3 separate regions of the Sus scrofa genome follow, and regions 1 and 2 are each linked to region 3. A link is a contact called in public HiChIP or PLAC-seq data. All regions are on one chromosome and are shown on one strand. The core of a region is the stretch at or near the end of the contact, and the rest is flanking DNA. Distances in the headings are between cores, read along the strand shown.

Region 1 (3,652 bases), core at 1,140-3,639, 450 kb after region 3:
GTCACCTTATAATGCTTCCACATCTATTGCAACCGATGTGTTTTCAGTGTATGGGAGATGGGGCACAAAACAAAACGAAAGCCCTCCAATTTCAAAAACTAGGTCAAGGAAGGGTTAACTCCCCTGCCCCCACCTCCCCTCAGCAATCAGGTCATTTTGAAGCCCCTGAGGAAATGCTAGGGAGAGGCAGCTGCTGGCCACAGCCACAGCCACTGGATCCTTAACCCACTGAGCAAGGCCAGGGAGGGTACCCAAATCCGCACGGATACTAGTCAGGGTCTCAACCCCCTGAGCACAACGGGAACTCCACCCACAGGACTTGAGTACCTAGAATCAGAAAGGAAATGACCATAAAAACCAGGGCAATAGCTCAGCACAGCTCAGCATCTGATGTGCAGGCAGTCGACCTCCCTTTCTCTTCCTATTAGGGAGTCCTTTAAACCAAAGTTAAAACCTAATAGTTAGGGTGTCCATGAAAAGAAAAAAAAACTTGAGGACCTGCTGATGGATGAAACCTAAACGAAAGAGCCTGGGCACCTAAAGCTGGCTCTTCACACTCTGGAATTCAAGGTGGCGTCTCCAGCCGAGTTTCAATCCCCACTGGTGGTGCTTGTTCCGGCTCCAAAATGTGGTCCTCTGCCTCCTCCTGTCTGGCCCTACCGTTATCCTGGATCCAATTCGCCGACAAGTAGCTTTCATTGTGCTCTTTCCAGTTTGGGGCCTCAATAATCCTCTTCTCAAGAAACTCCCTCTGTGTCCACGACAGACTAGACGAGTGTCCGTGTAACTGGTTTCTCAAAATGCGACACTTTTGAAATCAAAGGAGCACTATCAATAATTATGCTAGGACAACTGCAATAAACTAGGACGATCAAGGGCAAATTAGGGCATAGGGTCACCCCAGCCATAAGGTGTTAGAAGCAGAACGCTCCTCTTACCTCGTGAACGCTGTAGCACTTTTTTAACCCAACAGTTTCAAGCATAGCACTGAAACACTATTAGGTGCTGAATAAGAAACATTTGTGGAACTGAATCTGCAAATAATAGGCACCCTAAGGGTACCACAGGTACCAGCTGCTATGGATTTGCCTCCACAAGGGATGCTATAGATCATTAAAAATGAAGTGATACCAGAAAAATCCCTGCCCTTGATATTCTATTTCATTTTATTTCTACCATGGCTATTTTCAAGTCTCTCACTGATAGTGATTTTTCTATATAACGGTAATAATTTCTAGTAGTTGTCACTTACTGAGTCCTGTGTATGTTAATTACAGTTGGGGAACCTTAGATACAATCTCCCAACAACTTTAACAAGGAAAGCAAAAAAATTAACAGACCCAGTCTCTGAGTGGAGAAATGGAGGCTCAGCGGAGATAAATAATTCCCGTAAGGTCAGACTCTAGACAAGCCTCAGTCCCTTCCATTGACTAGTAAATTTGCCAACCATAACATCTCAGTTCCAAAGTGGGTTTTTTTGGTTGTTTTTTTTTAGGGCCGCACCTGCAGCATATGGAGGTTCCCAGGCTAGGGGTCGAATCGGAGCTGTAGCCGCCAGCCTACACCAGAGCCACAGCAATGCGGGATCCAAGCCGCATCTACAACCTACACCACAGCTCACGGCAACACGCCGGATCCTTAATCCACTGATCGAGGCCAGGGATAGAACTCGCAACCTCATGGTTCCTAGTCGGATTCGTTAATCACTGAGCCACGACGGGAACTCCCCGACATATTTTAAAACCATTTCATGAATGAGACAAGGTAGCTGCACATTCAGCCAGCTACACAAAGCCATGAAATTGGCCACGCATGGCCCAACTATACCACGGACGGTCTACTGACTTAATCTAACATGATGTGGACTCAAACTCAGTGAAAAAGGGACCAAGAAGATCGCCAGCAAGATCTCATGATGCCACCCAGCACAGCCCTTGAGAAAAGGCAGGAAGGCAGAAATTGGCATCTTGATACCCAAGTGCCAAATAAGCTTTGCAGGCCAGCCCCACAAATGGGAACTGTAAACAGAATTTCCTAAGTGATGACATCAAGTAAGCACCTGCTTTTCTGAAGGCAGGTGAGGGGAGCAGTGGGGGAGAGGAGAAAGTTTCTATTACTAAACAAAAGCAATGAAGTGTGCTTTTCCAGAGGGGGAGGGAATTTAAGCTGTAAACTCCACATGGGTAGAGACTGACTGAACCAAGGGTTTGGCCCCAGAGCTCTCTGGCATTTTATCCAACTTATTCTCAGTGAAATTCCACATACAAAGTCTAAAAAAATTCATCTTTGATAATGCTTTGATCTTTGGCAGTTTCACACCTAACACGAGAGGTTGGTTACTCTTTCAAGTGCGATGTTCCTGCTTAAGGTTTCGTTTTTAAAAGTTCATGTTTAAAGGTCATGTTTCAAGTTCCTTTTAAAGTATGTACAAATTCCCCAAATCTATAAAATGAGGAACTCTCATGGGTGCAATCTTTAAATTACAAGCTACCAAGATACTTTACAAAGAATACAATGGGGTTGTTGATGTCTCCAGGGTGGGGGAAAAAAAAAAAAAATTCAAGAACCTCGCATGTACGCTTGCAAGAATCACAAACCGCCTTCTCATAAATACACTCCCAGGAAATTAGCTGAGCATCTCAATCCCAACAAAGAGAAAGCTTTGTCTGCCGAACAAGAGATCCTCTCCTTAATGCCTCACTTGTATTGATTATGGAAGACATGATGTACAAACAATGTTTCTGCAACGAGGAGGAGGAGGAAGCAACGTTCTGCTGCCATCACTAAACTCAATAGTCACCAGCTCCCTGGAGATGAAATTCTGCTCCCGAAAGAACACTTGGTCCTTGCTGATCTCAAAGGATTTTAAACCAAGCAAGATGGGCACTGAAGCTGCCAGCTAGCAATACCATACATACAGTCAGTTAGGGTAAAGTTAACTGTGTTCCGAGAAAGGCATGGAGCAATGAGCATAAAGCATAAACAACAGCTCACATCCTCCAATCCCTCCTCCCTGGTTCAAAGATGCCCATTTTGTCACAGGGCTGCCGCAGACTGAAACCCAATGTTGCATGAAATGGAAGTAGGATTTGGTTAAAATTGGCTTAACAGTGGAAAATCAGAGAGGTGCTAAAAAAAGAAAGCAAGAAAAAAGAATGCTGCATGTCTCTTGAATAAACACTGTCACAGGAGGTCTTGCTAAATAGAAAGTGAACATAGAGCTACTGCATTTCCCCGCCCTACGGAGACCAAGCTCTGGCCAGCAGAATGGGAGCAGAAGTGATGGGAGCCCATTCCAAGGCTGGCTCAGCAACTCACTGAGGTGACCTTCAGAGTGACCTTGGAAGCCTTCTGTTGAAAATGGCAGATCAACAAAATGGAAGGAGCCTGGGTCCCTGAAACACCAGATGGAGGAGAGCTGCCCAGCCAGCTCCTAGACTGCTGCATAAGTGAGAAACTTTTCTGGAGTTTATTTACTGAGATGTGAGGATTTATGATACAGAGGCTAAAAGTTACCTTAAATAATACAGGCAGTCATGAAGAGTCCATTCATAAGCATCTAAGTGCCCCTCCTTGCTCTGCAGCTTCCTAAAACATCCTATCCATGGAATCCAGTGTCCTGCATCACTTGTGAATACTACTCTTAGCACAT
Region 2 (3,256 bases), core at 153-2,652, 430 kb after region 3:
ATGACTGCAACAGTCCTGGCAGGGGATCCTGAAGGTCTGACTAGAACCGTAACAGAAGGAACAGAATGGAGAGAAATTGCCCAGCGATTTCTCAGGGAGCATCAACTCAGAGGAGAAAAGGATGAGGGAGAGATGGGGGAAAAAAAAAAAGGACAATGACTTTCAATGCTTCTGTCTGGGGATTTCCCAGTCCCTCGTCTCCATGGTCCTTCATCTTTCAAGATAAGTGACTTGGTAGAAAGAAGCAAGGTTATAATCTTAGCACAATTCTTCCTAGAAGAATGTCACTTTCTGACACCATAGTTTTAAAAGGAGAAAGGAGAAGACAGATAAGGAGGTGAGATGTGGCTAATGGAAACCATGGAGGCTGGCTAGGGCTCCATGAAAAGAGCCTCCATGGGATTTATGGCAGGAAAGTGGCATCTAGCTTCCTCAACACTTTAATAAATTCTAAATCTATGCGATTTCTCCATGAACCATCTCCACCAGGAAAGATTCTTGCAGAGCATTCAAATCATCAATAAGAGGCTATAGAACAAATCCCTTCATTTTATTTCAAGTGCCTCTGGAATAGAAGAAACTCAACTGCCACATCCTTCCAGGGCCAAGGATGTTGGGCCTATCATACCGTGGAAACCCCAAAGGAGAGTCAGGAGGCTAGATATCCAGACTAAGAACTTTGAGAAGAGCTCCATGGAGATTCTTGGCATCCTCAGGACAGGCTCACAAGCCAGTCAGTGGAAAAGGGAAACATTCCTGACCTACATTTAAAGGCAGTTAGTCTCTTTTTTTCCTTTCATCAACTCTTCCTGCAATATTTTAATTAAGCTGACAAATGCATCAAGACTTGATGATCGAGTCTCCCCTATTCCTAAAGCGCCCGTGTCTTCACCAGCTTTCGCATCCATTTTCTGTCACATGGGATATTGGAGGGCTGTGGTTGTGGCGCCATCCTCTAGGTATAAGGTGTCAGAAGAACATGGACATGGAACAAATTGTGCCATGGAAAAAAGTACAAGCTGCGATGGAAGTACAAAGAAGTGCAAGCTTAGATGGTCTTAAGTGGAAGGGAAGGAGCAAATCAGGAAGTGAGTTCATGGAGGATGATCTTGTAGGTTAAGAGCAGAAATGCTAATGATTGTGACAACTGCGGTAATGACGGTGGTGGTGGCGGTGGTGGTAAAAACTACATTTATTGAACACTCTTGAACAGAAATCGCCAACTGATCCCTAATACTCAATCTCTCTTTTTTACATAGTAACAGAGTTTTTAGTTAAGTACCCAGCTAAAGACTAAAATTTCCCTAATTCACTTTTGAATAATATGACTAAGCTGTAGCCAGTGGAGTAAGACAGTAGGTAACTTTCAGGCCACACCCTCCACTTCCCTTTTCCCCTTCTTGGCTGGAATACAGAAGTGATGGCAGGAACTAAAGCAGCCATCTTGGACCTTGAAATAGAAGGCACATATTAAGGGCAACAAGGTAAAGGAAGCTGAGTCATTCTGCAACTTCCATAACCCTCCTGGGCCCTCTACCCTGGCCTTACGTCAGAGAGAAATAAACTTTCGTCTTTTTGAAGCAACTGTTATTTTGAGGCTCTCAAAAGAGCTGAATGAATAAAAACTCTGTGCTACATATAATGCTATATAGACTTTACATGCACTGTCTGGTTTAATCCATATGCAGCTTCATAAAGTAGCTACTATGGTTGTCTTCATTTTACCAAAGGGGACACCGGGGTCCAGAGAAACAAGACTCTTGTTAGGCAAATGGCAGGATCTTATTGAACAAGCCAACCAGATTCCAGGGATTAGAATAGGACATGTCCCTGTAGAGGGAACTATATTCAGTATCTTATAACGACCTATAACAGGAAAGAAGAGAAGACTATATATATCCCGAGTCACTTTGCTGTACACCCGAAACTAACACAACACTGTGGAATCAACTATATCTTAACAAATATATATATATATATGTGTATGTGTGTGTGTGTGTGTGTGTGTGTGTGTGTGTGTATGTATGTACGTATATGACACCTGCCTGCCACACAACCAGCCTACCCAAATCACGGAAGGAATGTGACCAACTCCCAATATTTTAGGCCAGACTTAACAATCTCTGCGGCCAAGGGTGAGTAGGCACACCTCCTTGGCTACCCTTGGCCATTCCAGACTCTGGGGAATGAACTTGCCCTTCATCTCCTTCCCCAGACTCAGGGAAGCTCAGGTGGAGACTTTGTCATCTCTCCATTTACATCTTATTTCCTCCACAGTGTGGATCTGAGCACTACAATGAAATGGGAAAGATTCTCAAGGGCTGCAGACACAGCTATTTCAGTCCAAGACAGAGGTCCTCTAAGCCCGGTGACAGGCTTGTTGCATTTCTAGGCTTCTTTAATCTTCTCTCCCCCCCTCCAAAAGGCCAGGTTCCCCTTGGTGGATCCTACAGTGCAGCACAATTCAGAAGGAATTGCAAAGTCAGTCCTGAGGACACAGCAGCACAAGGAAAGGCTGTCAAGTGCATTGACTCAAAAAACAGCCAAGTCGTCATTCTTCTCTTACCAGTTTTCAAAGCCAAGAACAACTACAAAGCCCCAATAGTACTGAGAGTGAGGAGTGATTTTAAAATTCTGTCTATCTAGACACCAAAGGAAAAGCAACATAGAGTCTGGTTCACTCATTGACTTTTCTTATGACCTGACAAAGTCGCAGAAATTTTTCCAGATCTCGGTTTCCATATCCAAGAAGTGGCAGGGGAAAAAAAGCCCCTGGGGACCCAGCCCCCACCCCCACCCCCACCCCACCCCACCCCTTGCTGCACGGTCCCCAGGGAACTTATAGCAGCCCAGTGAACAGAGCGGTTGGTAAAAGCAGTTCCTCCCTGCGTTATCAGATGAAGAGAGAGGGAAAGGAGGTTTACTTGCCTCACCATTTGCACTGAAATTTTGCTATGCAATCGAGCATCTTAAAAAAATCCTTTGGAATTCCCATTGTGGCTCAGCGGGTTAAGAACCCAACCTAGCATCTACGAGGATGTGGGTTTGTTCCCTGACCTCACTCCATGGGTTAGGGATCTGGTGTTGCCACCAGCTGCAGCCTAGGTCACAGCGTTGCCATGAGCTGGGGTGTCGGCGGAAGATGTGGCTCAGATCCCACATGGCTGTGGCTGTGGCGTGGCCAGCAATTGCAGTTCTGATTCAACCCTGAGCCTGGGAACTTCCGTGGGTGAGGCCCGAAAAAGAAAGAAAAAGA
Region 3 (3,396 bases), core at 235-2,734:
AATAGGATTTAATAGTTAAATGCAGGAAGCTGAGGTTTTGGGGTCAGACTGATGAGGTTATTAATGGAACCCCAGTTCCACCTCTTACCATCTGAGTTGCCTTGGGCATGTTAATAAAGCAGTGGTTGTTTTTACCTGCCCAACATCTGTTCCCTTTTCTTCTGAAAACAAAACCCTCACTTTCCTTTTAAACTCTGTCAAGAGTCTTCCGCACTCTTGTCCCTACCCCCATTCTTGCTGACATGTTCCACACTCTTGGTCACTGCGATCTGGTTCAGTGACACTGATCTGTCAGGCCCAAAAGAGATCACTCTGGGACTTCGGTTTGACCTGTTGAGAAAGATACCCTTCTTTCAGAGGAAAAGTATCCGTGAGCTGCTGAATGTAAGCCTGGAGCTGCTCCTAAACTGGTCCACTTGCCACCTGCTGGGGAGAGCTTGTTCTAGATGAAGCCAACACCTAGGAAAGCAGAACTAAGATACAGAGCAACTCAGATACAAAGCATCTGTCTGATGATACCAAGCACCTGGGTGCAGGTGTAGCTGAAATCACTGGGCTGTTTTTTCCCCAACAAAATGAGTCAACGTTATTTCTTTTTTTGGCTGAAGGCAACCTGAGCTGGTTGTTTTAGTCATCTGCAACCACAGGAGTCCTAACTAACACATTTACTCATTCAAAACCCCACTTTACTCATCAGTGTAACACTGTGCTAAGTACAGGGGAGTCAATACACAAGGGATATCTCATATCTTTAGCTCTCAAAAGAGGCCCAGGAATTCCCATCGTGGTGCAGCGGAAACGTATCCGACTAGGAACCATGAGGTTTCGGGTTTGATCCCTGGCCTCGCTCAGTGAGTTAAGGATCTGGCATTGCTGTGAGCTGTGGTGTAGGTCACAGATGCGGCTTGGATCCTGGGCTACTGTGGCTGTGGCATAGGCTGGTGGTTACAGCTCCAATTAGACCCCTGGCCTGGGAACCTCCATGTGCCATAGGTGCAGCCCTAAAACGTCAAAAGAAAAAAAATTTAAAAAGCGGCCCAGCACATAACCATGCACATAACGGGCTCTCAGATTTGTTAGGTCACCAGTGTAGTCACACAAGAGCTGACTAAAATATCCAGAGTAAGGAGGAAAAGAAGAAAACGGTGGTGAAGGTCAAGAAATGGCCTTTAATCGTAAAATAGGACTGCTGGAAGGATTCAGTGAGGTTACACACACACAAAGCCCCATACAATGCCTGGCACATACTAAATACTGAATAAAAATTAGCTCTCACACCTCTTTAAACACACAGTAAGATAAGTGACCTATAAAAATAAAGGTATAGGGGTGGGGGGTGGCACACCTGCAGCATGTGGAAGTTCCTGGGCCAAGGATTGAACCCATACCACAGCAGCGACCTGGGCCACCCCAGTGACTATGCTGGATCCTTAACCCGCTGTGCACAAGGGAACTCCAATGACATAAATCTTTACCACAAGAGGATGATCAGGCCAGATTTTGTTCTGCTTTTGTTTTTAAAAAATGAATCATGTGGAACAAAACATGCACCTACAAGTGGCATGAACCATAACTCTGAAAAGCCAAACGTTTCTAGAAGAGTACATGCTAAACTCTGAAACTAGGCCAGTTATAGTTCTTTTAAACAGAAGAAAACATAATCTAGCTTACAAGATAAATTTGAAATGTCCAGCATCCAAATTACCAAGCATGCAAATAAGCAGGGGAATATAATCCATAAAAAGAAAAAGTCAATAGAAATAGATCCAGAAATGACAGAGATTACAGAATCAGCAATAAGAATGTTAAAACATATTTATGTTAAAATAAAAATATATTATATATACATATTCAAGAAAGCAGAGAAAAATAAGAAAATTCTTCTCATTTCTCACAATGAGGAAATAAATGAAAGATATAAAAAAAGACAGAAAGTGGAATTCCAGAGATAAAAACTACAATACTTGACCTGAAAAATAAACTGGATGGGTGTAAGCAGCAGATTAGACAATAGAAAAGATTAGTGAACTTGAGGACATAACAACAGAAACTACTCAAAATGAAACACACACACACATACACACAAAAATAAGAGTGAAAACAACAACCACAAAGCCCCTACAAAACAAAACCAAGCATCAGTGAGCTGTGAGACAATTTCAAGTAGCAAAATTATGTGTAACTGGAGTCCCTTAGTGAGAGAGAAGGGGGACGTAAAAAAAAAACCTACAAAAATGACCCCAAATTTCCCAAATTTGAAAAAAAAAATTATAAATTCACAGATCCAAGTTCAACAAACCCAAACTCAAGAATCACAAAGAAAACTACAAGGCACATCACCATCAAATTGGTAAAAAATCAGGGAAAAAGAAGAACACTGTACAAACAGCCAGAGAAAAAAAGAAATCTACACAAGACAAAGATGAGAATGATAGCATCAAAAACCATACAAGTCCAAAAGACAGTAGAGCAACATCTCAAAAATATTGAAAGATGGGGCTCCCGCTGTGGCACAGCGGAAACGAATCCGACTAAAAACCATGAGGTTGTGAGTTCGATCCCCAGCCTCGCTCAGTGGGTTAAGGATCCGTCGTTGCCATGAGCTGTGGCGTAGGTCTCAGACGCAGCTTGGATCTGACGTTGCTGTGGCTATGGGGTAGGCTAGTGGCTGTAGCTCCGATTAGACCCCTAGCCTGGGAACCTCCATATGCCGCAGGAGCAGCCCTAGCAAAGGCAAAAAGACAAACAAAAAAACAAAAAAAAACACAAAAAACCTAAAGATAAAAAAAACCTGTCAACCTAGAATTCTGCATCCATTAATGACACCTTTTGAAATCAAAAGCAAAATACTTTCTTGGAGATACAAAAGCTAGTAAATTCATCAGCAGCAGGTCTGCACTCTAAGAAATGGTGTTTATCAATAATATAAACACCTTGTTTTTTAAAATGGGCTAAAGATATGAACACACAACAAAGACATAAATGGTGAATAAACATGAAAAGATGTTCAATATCTTAGTCACTAGGGAAAAACAAATTAAGGTCACAATGTATAATCATAACATGCACACCAGAATAGCTAAAATTAAGATGACACACTTTAACACAGCTTGTGAGAATGTACAGCAGCTAAACTCTCATACCTGGCCAGTGGGAACACAAGATTGTATATTCAACTTTGAAAACAGTTTAGAAATTTTTTTCTCTTCTCTTCTTTTTTTTAAATTGTTATTTCCCCAATACAATTTTTTTTCTACTATACAGCATGATGACCCAGTTACACATACATGTACACATTCTATTTTCTCACATTATCATGCTCCATCATAAGTGACTAGACATAGTTCCCAGTGCTACACAGCAGGATCTCATTGCTAATCCATTCCACAGGCAATA

The links. HiChIP or PLAC-seq counts read pairs in DNA pulled down with a chosen protein or histone mark.
Region 1: an H3K27ac HiChIP or PLAC-seq map of alveolar macrophages shows a contact between it and region 3. The contact joins two enhancer-like sites. A contact is called at or near these places in 1 of 5 promoter capture datasets (liver) and 1 of 2 datasets of contacts at active chromatin or transcription factors (alveolar macrophages).
Region 2: an H3K27ac HiChIP or PLAC-seq map of alveolar macrophages shows a contact between it and region 3. The contact joins two enhancer-like sites. A contact is called at or near these places in 1 of 5 promoter capture datasets (liver) and 1 of 2 datasets of contacts at active chromatin or transcription factors (alveolar macrophages).

What each region holds. Positions count from the first base shown.
Region 1 is chr5:80,018,457-80,022,108 of Sscrofa11.1, forward strand. The region is part of intron 1 of CHST11 (carbohydrate sulfotransferase 11); the gene reads right to left. Among named protein-coding and RNA genes, the nearest start is that of CHST11, 49 kb to the right of the region's middle. Within about 2 kb of position 2,390, at least 10 of the 83 cell types and tissues checked have an H3K27ac peak or open chromatin away from gene starts, as enhancers often do. A contact at or near this core is called in alveolar macrophages, where this site is marked.
Region 2 is chr5:79,998,304-80,001,559 of Sscrofa11.1, forward strand. The region is part of intron 1 of CHST11 (carbohydrate sulfotransferase 11); the gene reads right to left. Among named protein-coding and RNA genes, the nearest start is that of CHST11, 69 kb to the right of the region's middle. Within about 2 kb of position 1,403, at least 3 of the 83 cell types and tissues checked have an H3K27ac peak or open chromatin away from gene starts, as enhancers often do. A contact at or near this core is called in alveolar macrophages, where this site is marked.
Region 3 is chr5:79,566,462-79,569,857 of Sscrofa11.1, forward strand. All of the region lies in intron 2 of C5H12orf45 (chromosome 12 open reading frame 45 ortholog), which reads right to left. Among named protein-coding and RNA genes, the nearest start is that of C5H12orf45, 7.8 kb to the right of the region's middle. Within about 2 kb of position 1,485, at least 6 of the 83 cell types and tissues checked have an H3K27ac peak or open chromatin away from gene starts, as enhancers often do. A contact at or near this core is called in alveolar macrophages, where this site is marked.